Linked DNA regions of Rattus norvegicus: region 1 is linked to region 2. The links are chromatin contacts, called in public Hi-C maps. All regions are on one chromosome and are shown on one strand. Each heading gives the region's core, a stretch centred on a gene start, on an enhancer-like site or on the middle of the called end of the contact. The rest is flanking DNA. Distances are from core to core; before and after follow the strand shown. Region 1 has its middle 37 kb from the start of Ddx1. Region 2 has its middle 140 kb from the start of Mycn.

Region 1 (4,807 bases), core at 2,306-4,805, 120 kb before region 2:
TTTAGCTCACTCACATCAGAGTCTGTCTGTTAGCTCAAGGGGGGGACCCACAATATCTGCATTTTAGCCAACTGAGATTGCCAAGGGACCATTGGAGAAACACAGAAGTAGCTCACAGCATTCATTCTCATGGCAGATTTTTGCCCTAAGATGACTCAAAGGCCATGACAGCCAGATTCCTTAAATGAGTGCAGGGTCTGTACCCCGAATCCAGGAACTCTGCTTTGACTGCTCTGGGAGGAATAGGCCTTGGGTGTCCCAGGTGATGTTAGCAATCTGCTTAAAGTGGAGCCTGATTTATCCTCTATGCATGCATGTGTGTACGTGTGCCTGTGCGTGCGTGCGTGCGTGCGTGCGTGCGTGCGTGCGTGTGTTTTCAGGGTTTTGTAGAAGAGAATCTGGGATAGACAACTGATTAGAAAAGGAAAGTGATTGGAGTAGGATATCCATCATGACTGATGGACTCCATGGATATTGTGACTTCCTGGATCCTCTCAAATGTTAGCTACTTAAAGTATGACTGGGTATAAAAGGGAAAATTCTGTGTTTAGCCAAAGTGGTGCTGGAGTGGAAGGAACCAGCTCGAGTCCTGTACTGGGAGGGAATTATTGCAAAGGGGGCAAGCAACAAAGCTCTGTAGAAGCCATTTAAAGTTCATGAAATGGCACGCTTAGCCACAGTCAGATTTACAAGAGCTTGCTAAAGAACTCTTAGATGTGATTGAGCGAGAACCGCCTTACAGTCTCAGACTACAGTTTGAGATATTTTGTTTGGCACTTAAAAGCCAGGCAATTTGGAGAAATTGGATCATATCCGTATCATTACATACTATTTACTTAAAATATTGGTATTAGTGCTGTAGGCTGTAATAACAAATCTTGTAATGTATGTCCATCCATAAATTGTTACTCATTTCCCCACTGCTATTGACTCACAACTCAGCACCGGGAAAGCCCTGCCGAGTAAGACAGACATGATAGTGGAGACAACCAGGGTCAGGTCTGTGGGTCTGTGGCTCGTTTCCAGCCGAGTACACTAGGTGGTGCTAGTGTCACGCCATGAATACCCACAGAGGCCTGAACACATGTGCTGGTGTATTTTTACCACTTGGGGTCACTTAAGGATTACCTGACTTGCCTCTTTCCCATCTAAGCAAATTCACAGATTCCAAGGAATTATTTCCTCATTACATTTGTCAGAGGCTGTGGTCTTTTTTTTTTTTTTTTTTAAACCTAGATCTTGAAGGCCAAGAAGTGTGAATTGGGATTTTTTTTTCCTCAACAAATTGGCCCCACATGGTTAGTGCCTGGGTGGTTCCTCCTGTCACAGTAGGGTGGACCACCACCCCAGCCTTCTCTTGGGCCCACCCACCATTGGAGACTTCTCTGTATAAAGAATTTCCATACGTGTCAGGATCCTGCTTATGCTAATTGCTGCGCTCATTAACATCTCCAGAACTTGGAGTGCTTTTTCTCAGTCATTTCCTTTGATTCAGCTAGTCTCTGAAAGGCCAGCTCTGAATGAAGGGTGTGGGCATCACGATAACTAATTGCTGACACCCACCGGCCTCCTGCCTCCTTCACAGCTGATCCTAGGAACTACGCCACTGCCCCTTGAGAGCATGCTAGAAATTTGTGGAATGGCCCTAGTGGACTTGCCTGCCTCTGGGTGGGTATGGGTGAGGACAAGGGCAGGATGTGTGGGCTTGCACAGCACAGACAATGAGCTTAGTCACTTGAGATGGCAGCTCATGAGGACTCAGTTGACCGCTCAAAACATTGAGAATCTTTCAGAATCTCCCTTCTCAGCAAGTGACGTCTAGTTTCCTTCCTTTTTTTTTAACTTTACTTGATGTATGTACATATTTTACGAGCCTGGTACCTGTGGAGCTCTCAGGATGACGTTGTATCCCCTGGAACTGGATTTACAAATGAGCCAACATATGAGTGCTGGAACCAAACCCAGGTCCTTTGCAAGAGCAACAACTGCTCTGAAGTGCTGAGCCGTCTCACTAGCTGTTATAGCTTCTGCTATCAGTGAATACCTGCTTAGGTGCTGGAAGCAGAACCGAGTCACCAACTCAAGAGCATCCTCTGCTGGGGCCATTTAAATCTGTGACAGGAATCCATTTGGTTTCTACGATTGAATGCATGGTTAAACTTACACTTACTGTTGTATGCTTATCAATCTGTGTCAAACCCACCCAAGAAAATGAGATAGGCCTCTACTAATTAAATCCAACCTAAGATGGGCACTCAAAGTCCTCTACAATTTATTTCCAAACCTTCCTCCTTAAATCCTCTCAGTTCATACCAGCCACCTGGTCTTCTCACCCCCACCCCATGTAAAAGCAACTGGTAACACTTATTGGTCTATACTGTGAACTTAGCAGCATTCTACGTGCCCATTCTGGTTCAGTCCTAAAACCCAGAAGCTAGGTTACCTACACCTTTCCCTCCTAAAGGCGAGGAAGCCTAAGCACCGAGAGGGTAGCTATTAGTAATGGCACTGTGACTGCCTTTATTCTTGTTCGGCTGCCTGCTGGGAGAGCTTCCCACCTTCTTGACTGTCAAGATCTTACCCAGTGTCGGAGCCCTGAGTCATCCTATCCACCCCCTTGAGTGCAAAGTCAGCCCTGGAGTGCCACCTAGAAGCCAGATGTTTTGTATTCTGACTCGTGTAAGAGCCAGGCTATCCTTTTGTCAGGTAAGGAGCCTGAGGCCCAAGAGTCGTGGATGTTGAGTTTCTCAAGCCCTGGAAGGTAGGTTTTCCTGCTGGGCCCCTCCAGGAAAACCTCTGCTCATCTCTTTGTCTCCCCTACACATTATAAGTTAACTCAAAACTCCCTAAAACTGGCACACACCTATTCCAGGAGGATCAAGGTGCTCCTAGTGCAGTGGTTCTCAACCTGTGGGTCACTAAAGGGATCGCATATCAGACATTTATATTACAGTTCGTAACAGAAGCAACACTACAGTTCTGAAGTAGCAACGAAATGATTTTATAGTTGGGGGGTCACCACAGCATCAGGAACTGTATTAAAAAGTTGCAGCATCAGGGAAGCTGAGACCCATGCTCGAGCGAAAGGCCTCTGAGCTACACTACCTCTCTACAGTGTGCAGACATCCTCACGTTATGGGGCATTTTCCAACTGACGGGACTCTTCTGCTGAGGTGATAGACACGGAGACCTCCAACAGAAAAACACCAAGAGGCCTTTCACTCCAAGCAGGAAACAATATCCCACAGTCTTAATAACCCCAACAGAATGAGAGAATAGACCACTTTCAGTAGAAAAATACAGCTTTTTTAGCTTTCTCAAGAAAACCTTTGACCAAAATCTGAGCATGATTTTGAGCATATGGGCCCCAAATTCCAATTTGCTATGGCTGAGATTTCACTGGTACGATGGACCGACACACTCGCAAGAAATATGTGAATTCATCATGGCTATTTTTGCAGCGCTGAAGCTGGCACACTTCCAAGTTGAGAACTTTCTGCTTTAGCAGCTCTCGGTTATTTGAGGCTGGATGACTCACTTAGTGTTACATCCTCTTGTTTTCCTCCCCTGGGCCCCTCCCACCTAAGAGGGCTGGCAGGGGCAGGGAGGGTTATGAAACCCAAGCTGCTATCTATCGAGGACCGCACTTCTTGTCAGCTTTTGTTAATGCTTTGTTGGGAACTACGCTTTCTGCTTCTCCTCAATCCCCTCCCTACTAGGCAAGTCACCTCTGCCTTTATGTGTGCTCCAAACCTTTTGTTCCTTCTGTTCCTAGAGTGTACATTTCCTGCATTTTATTTACCTGCTTAGACATAGTGCCTCTTGCTGCAGAGAGAAGGGTGTTTAAAGCAGGCCTGCTTTCAGGATCCTCTGGACCCATGACACAGTCTGACTAGCAGGCATTTGTTAAACTGGGAAAAGAAAGGGAGGAGAGGGGAGTAGGTAAGTGACAAGACCCTCCCATGAGAACCAGCTAGCACAGTTAGGATGAGAAGTTAGAATCTGTTAGCTTGTTTTGTTTTGTTTTGTTTTGTTTTTTTAAGACGGGAGATAGGCATATCTTGGAAATTAGTCTGTAGCGAATACAGGGCTGAGCCTCGACTATTTCCCTCAGACTAAAGCCGTGTTGATGGAACTCAAAACCAGCCAGCTACCCTGCAGAACCAGCTACTGGGAGGAAATCTTTCTTCCCACCACTGTGCACTGCCAGTCATCCAGAGGCACTGCAGCAGTGCTCACTGTGCAGGCTGTGTCTTGGTTTTCTGCCTGCCTGCCTATCTGTCTGTCCATCCACCAACCCATTCATCTGTCTGTCTATCTATCTATCTACCTATCTATCTATCTATCTATCTATCTATCTATCTATCTATCTATCGCTATCCTGGAACTTGTTCTGTAGACCAGACTGGCCTTGAACTCACAGATCTGTTCGCCACTACCTACCCAGTGCTAGAATTAAAGGCATGCACTACCACCCAGAGTATTTTTTAATTCTTTACCCCTTTGTGAAGCAGGAATAGTTATTGTCCTTTAAGGAAACCGTGGTTTAAAGTAACAAAGGTAACCACTCAAGAATACTATTTAGATACTCCAATACCTGGTTTTCAACAGGAATCAGAAAGACTTAATTGTAAAGGAATATAAGCTGAGAAGACTCAATCTTTAGAGGCCCCAACAGCAGAATACACATCCCTCTAGTGCGCAGAGAGCATCCCCCAGGATGCGGTAGTCCATAAACAAGCCTCAGTGTGCTTACAAGAACTAGAGCCACACAGGCACCAAACACACTGAAATGAACTTGGAAGTC
Region 2 (4,614 bases), core at 352-2,851:
TCTCTACCCCTGGTTATGCCCACTCCTACTTCCTGTCTCTATGGATTTGAAGACTTCAGAGATCTTTTAAGCAGAATGATACAATTTTTGTGTCTCGCTTATTTCATTTAACCCCATGTCTTCCAAAGTCATTCACATAGTATGTACCAGAATTCTTACCCATCTGGGTACTGACTCTTACTCTGTTGTGTGTATAGGTCACATGTATAGATTACCAGAACATGTCTGGAACTGTGGTATGTGGTAAGCAAACCCATGGAACTGCTAAAGATAGTGTCTTTGGACTTTATATGCCAGGGTTGGGAGCCACCACATACTCAGAGGAAAAGGGGAGGGAGATTAGGGGAAGGATTGTGGGAGGGGGTGACTGGGAGGGGGCAGTGAGCAGGATATAAAGTAGATAAAATAATAAAAAAAGATAATGTCTTTGTTGTCCCAGGGAACCCTTGTTCTTGGGGAATAGTTAAGTCAGTGTAGTACTGTGTGATGGCAACAGTAGCTGGAGGAAGGACATGCTCTGAGAGTTGCTCTCATCAGGGACTTGAGAAGTGACCTACTGTTCATTTTTCTATGTGTGCACTGAACAGATAGAGACAACAGTGTGTTAACTGGGTGTCCACTCCCTTTCTGTTACTAAGCAGGTTCCTCGTTTCCTGTTTTGGGGCATGTTAGCTATGTCCCAACACCACCCACTATCTCATTAGTACTTGTGTTTGTGTATGCATGTGTATGTTCCATTCGTGCATGTGTGTGTGTGCATGTGTGTGCACATTTGTGTACATGTATATGTGTTTGCACATATAAACATGTGTGTTCATATGTACATGTATTTGTGCATGTGTGTTTGCACATGTATATGTGTGTATGCTCATGTGTGTGTGTATGTGTACATATTTGCAAGTACATGTGTGTGGGCTCTGTCATTGTTCTCTCAATTTAATTCCCTTTCACTTGAGGCTATTGATCAATTTCACCCAAACCTCCTCACATCTTGAGGTCTCTGTCCTTTTCTCCCTCCTTCTGTCTGTTTGGTGGCTCTGGAACAGGGAGATACAGGTATTCTGGGTGCCTCTTCTTTGTTCATTAGCAGTGACCCTGAGAGCATGCCCCAGATTCCTTAAGTTTCCTGGGTTTTTTTTAATCTGTTCTTTTGTCCTTTGGATTTGTCACTTTTAAAAAAAAATTCTCTTAGTTTCTTAGCTCAGTAGAGATTTAAGCTCATATAGAGGAGGATTTATTATATTTATTGATAGTGAGTATATTAATTATGGTTTGTAGTGAATAAAGACCTCTGAAGGGTTTCATCCCTCACAGGACACTGTGAGCTTGGCACCCAAGGTTACCATCTCTCCAAGGAACATCTAAGCAGAACACAACTTATTGGTATGATTCCTCAGTAGATTCTTCCATTGCTGCCAGGGCCTACACATCAACCCAAAGACATGCACTAATGCGTTTCTTCACTGGCTACTTTGAAGCTGTGCTGTGGTTTGTTTAGGTTTGTGTCTGTTTCTTGTTCTGCGAAGTTCCAGAGTGGGAACAGGCACAAAATGAGGGGTGAGTCACAGTCCTGCTACTTGTGTGGCATCAGTGATGCAGAAGTAGCTCCATGAAAAGATGTGTGGGTGAGTGCTGGAGAGACTCATCATATGTACTGTGGGTAGTAGAGTTACCGGCTAAAGAGCGTGTGAGAAGTGTGATTGATAGACAAGGTAATACTTGGGTTGGGCCCAGCATAGAGAGGGTGGGATGGCCAGCAAGTGAATGGTACAGCCTTCTCTGTCTTCAGTGCTACACAGCTAAGGAACAGCCCGGCAACAGAGGTCAGCTTTAAATTCCAATCTCCACAGTCAATGTTTGTCTTGGGGCAACGTGGAGTGATTAAGGATGATGGAGTGGGGGTAATGGAGAGGGGACAGCTGTGTCATGGGGGTTTCACAGTATGCATATACTTTTGAGGTGTCAGACTGAAGGAGGAGAGGCCCAGGAGAGAGGCTCTTATGATAGAACTGATGTGATAGTGAGAGTTAGAGGAGCTAGGCAGGCGTGGGTGGCTCACTTCCAAGTATATCCATGGTTAGAAGAATGGGTACAAAATATTCCTTCACTGATCAGACAGTTGCCAGGAGGGAATGTCCCTCGCACAGCCCTGTGTTTATTGTTCTCTGTCACAGTATATTTTCAGTTACACAGTGCATCAAACTGCACCCACCTAAAAGTCTGCCCCAGAGGCCAATGTCTGCCTGGGAATGCATAGCCCGAGACCCTCAGCCCTCAGCTTGCCAGCAGAATAGACCCAGCTAGCTGGCAGGCCTCAGCTGCAACATGGGCATGTGTACTGTGGAGGAGAGGCACAAAGCAAGAAAATCAAGGTGTGGTAAGAAGTAGGAAAATGTAGCTGCACAACTTCACTTACCCTTGGAATAGCCTGCTGGCTATATATCCAGCCTCTGGGTCTGAAACACTGAAGTTATTAAGACTTTGATAACATGCAAGATGCCAGAAGGAGGTTGTTCAAGGTTGAGGACCTTGCTGAAAACTCAACCATGGCCTCCAAGACTTGTGTTACAGCCCTCCCTAGCCCTTTGGGACTGGACACAGGAAATGAGAGGAAGGTGACAGGGGTGGCCACGAAACTCTGGCTAAATGCTGGTAGGGCCCCAGGGAAGCCTCCCTTGGAAGTTGAGTCGATCCTAGAAGCCATGTCCAGTCTCCAAACTGGTCCACGTGGTGCTCAGGCAGCTCTGCACCTGTGTGCTCAGCTACTTGGTATCTCTGGGTCTGTGTGAGGTGGGAAAGGTGTAAGATCAGCTTCCGGTGGTCAGAAGAAAAAACACCTCTGTCTCTGGGGTGCTGGGAGGGGAGGGTGTGCGGGATGAACTGTAGAGGAACCACTTGGGACTTTCACCTGTCCAGAGATGCCTAGAGGGACTTTGGGGTACAAAATCCCCGAAGTCAGAAACCTAGGTTCCTCCACCTTTGCTCTGGCAGTTCAAGGAAAGTGCAGGTTCATCCGTGAACTGCTTAGTCAAGCAGCAGAGATATAGCATGTGTGCTGGGAAGATGGTATAGCTATAACGTTTGCCCTACAAGCATGAGGGACCAAGCTTAATCCCCAGCTCCCATGTAAAGGTGAGTGTGGTGGTGCATGCTGGTAATCTCATCACAGGGGATGCAGACACAGCAGAATCCTGGGAGTTCACTGGCCAGTCAGTGCTGATCTAGTTTCAGTGAGAGATCTTGTCTCAAAGCTTAAGGTAGAGTATGATTGAGAAAGACATCACACACACACACACACACACACACACACACACACACACACAGAGGCACACTCTCAAGCTTGCACATGGTCATACACAGGCATACATACTATGCATGGGCATATATGCACATACACAAATACAAACATACATACATATATACCATGAACAAATTTTACCCTGTTCCAGGTACCATGTACTGCAGAGGACAAAGCAGATGGATGCTGCCTCCATTTGGCAGGCAGGAAACCACACTCATGCTTGAAAAATATGAACAGAATGAGAGTCTTCCAGCCTACTTGACTCCTCATGGCCTTCCCAAGGCTTCCTGGGACAATCACCTTCCCAAGGAAGACAACAAGTGGCTCTTAGCCCACGTTCAAAGAGTGGATGATCAGTAGAGCAGTGGAGTGGACTTGACGCTGGCATCCAAGAGCCCTCACCTCATGTCGCCTTTCTCAAGGAGCAGGATGACCATGTTAAATCAAGTAGAACCACTTTGTAAACTAAACTGTACTCACTGCAATTCGGCTCTTATCGTGAGGGAAAGAAACCAGGGGTGAGTTGGTCTGAAGGTGCGCTGATGTGGAAATACCCTACTAGGTGTGTCCAGGCCTGACTCTGCTGGGGCAATGGCCTCTGCTTCTTCCACCCCAAGTGCATGCCACTGCTGTTTTCTCTGATCTTCTGGTATGTTTGTTTTGGAAACCAAAGGACTAAGCTTGTAGCAACGAAGATGAGCACACCCTCTGGGTACAGGCAGGACTTCCAGACCCCTGTGCACACAGGAATTCATCCTGTCACCTCTTGTGTACCATCTATAATCCTAAAAGACTGCGCTGTCATCTTATCTTGGAACCGAGGTTTTAGCAGTCCCTTCATTAAGCCCAGAGAACAAAGGCAGGCCGGCGAGAATCTCGGTACATCCAAACAGCCTGTCACCCTGAGTGTGAGGCTGCGGCTGTCCAGAGAAGCTGCGAGATGTTTACAGATGAAGGAGATAACCACAGAGGAAGGTCGCAGGATGTCTTCTGTCCACCTTGAGGAGGGGGAAGGGAGTCCCCTGACCACCCTGATGTTCCAGCTGTCCTGGAGGCCTTTCTTAAGCTTCTCACAGAGGAGTTCAGAAGGGCCAATGGTGGAAGAGGAGGGAGAGGTAAAGAAGGAGCCCCCAAAAAAACCAATCACTGAAAAAGTAACTCTAAGTGTGTCCAGGGATGCTAAGGGGACACAGGAAGTGGGAATAGTGGCAGCAGAGTCTCAGGTTCAATTACCCTCTCTGAGTAAAATGTAAAAATTCCCGCCCCAAATTCCCTCCCAAGACAGGAGCCCTCTCTGTATTATCAGAGACACA

The links. A called contact is a pair of places that touch in the nucleus more often than the background predicts.
Region 1: a Hi-C map of frontal cortex shows a contact between it and region 2, with 2.5 times the contacts expected there. The contact joins two enhancer-like sites. A contact is called at or near these places in 2 of 12 Hi-C or Micro-C datasets (Schwann cells and frontal cortex).

What each region holds. Positions count from the first base shown.
Region 1 is chr6:41,717,264-41,722,070 of GRCr8, reverse strand. No RefSeq gene overlaps it. Among named protein-coding and RNA genes, the nearest start is that of Ddx1, 37 kb to the left of the region's middle. Within about 2 kb of position 3,555, at least 21 of the 93 cell types and tissues checked have an H3K27ac peak or open chromatin away from gene starts, as enhancers often do.
Region 2 is chr6:41,594,583-41,599,196 of GRCr8, reverse strand. No RefSeq gene overlaps it. Among named protein-coding and RNA genes, the nearest start is that of Mycn, 140 kb to the right of the region's middle. Within about 2 kb of position 1,601, at least 19 of the 93 cell types and tissues checked have an H3K27ac peak or open chromatin away from gene starts, as enhancers often do.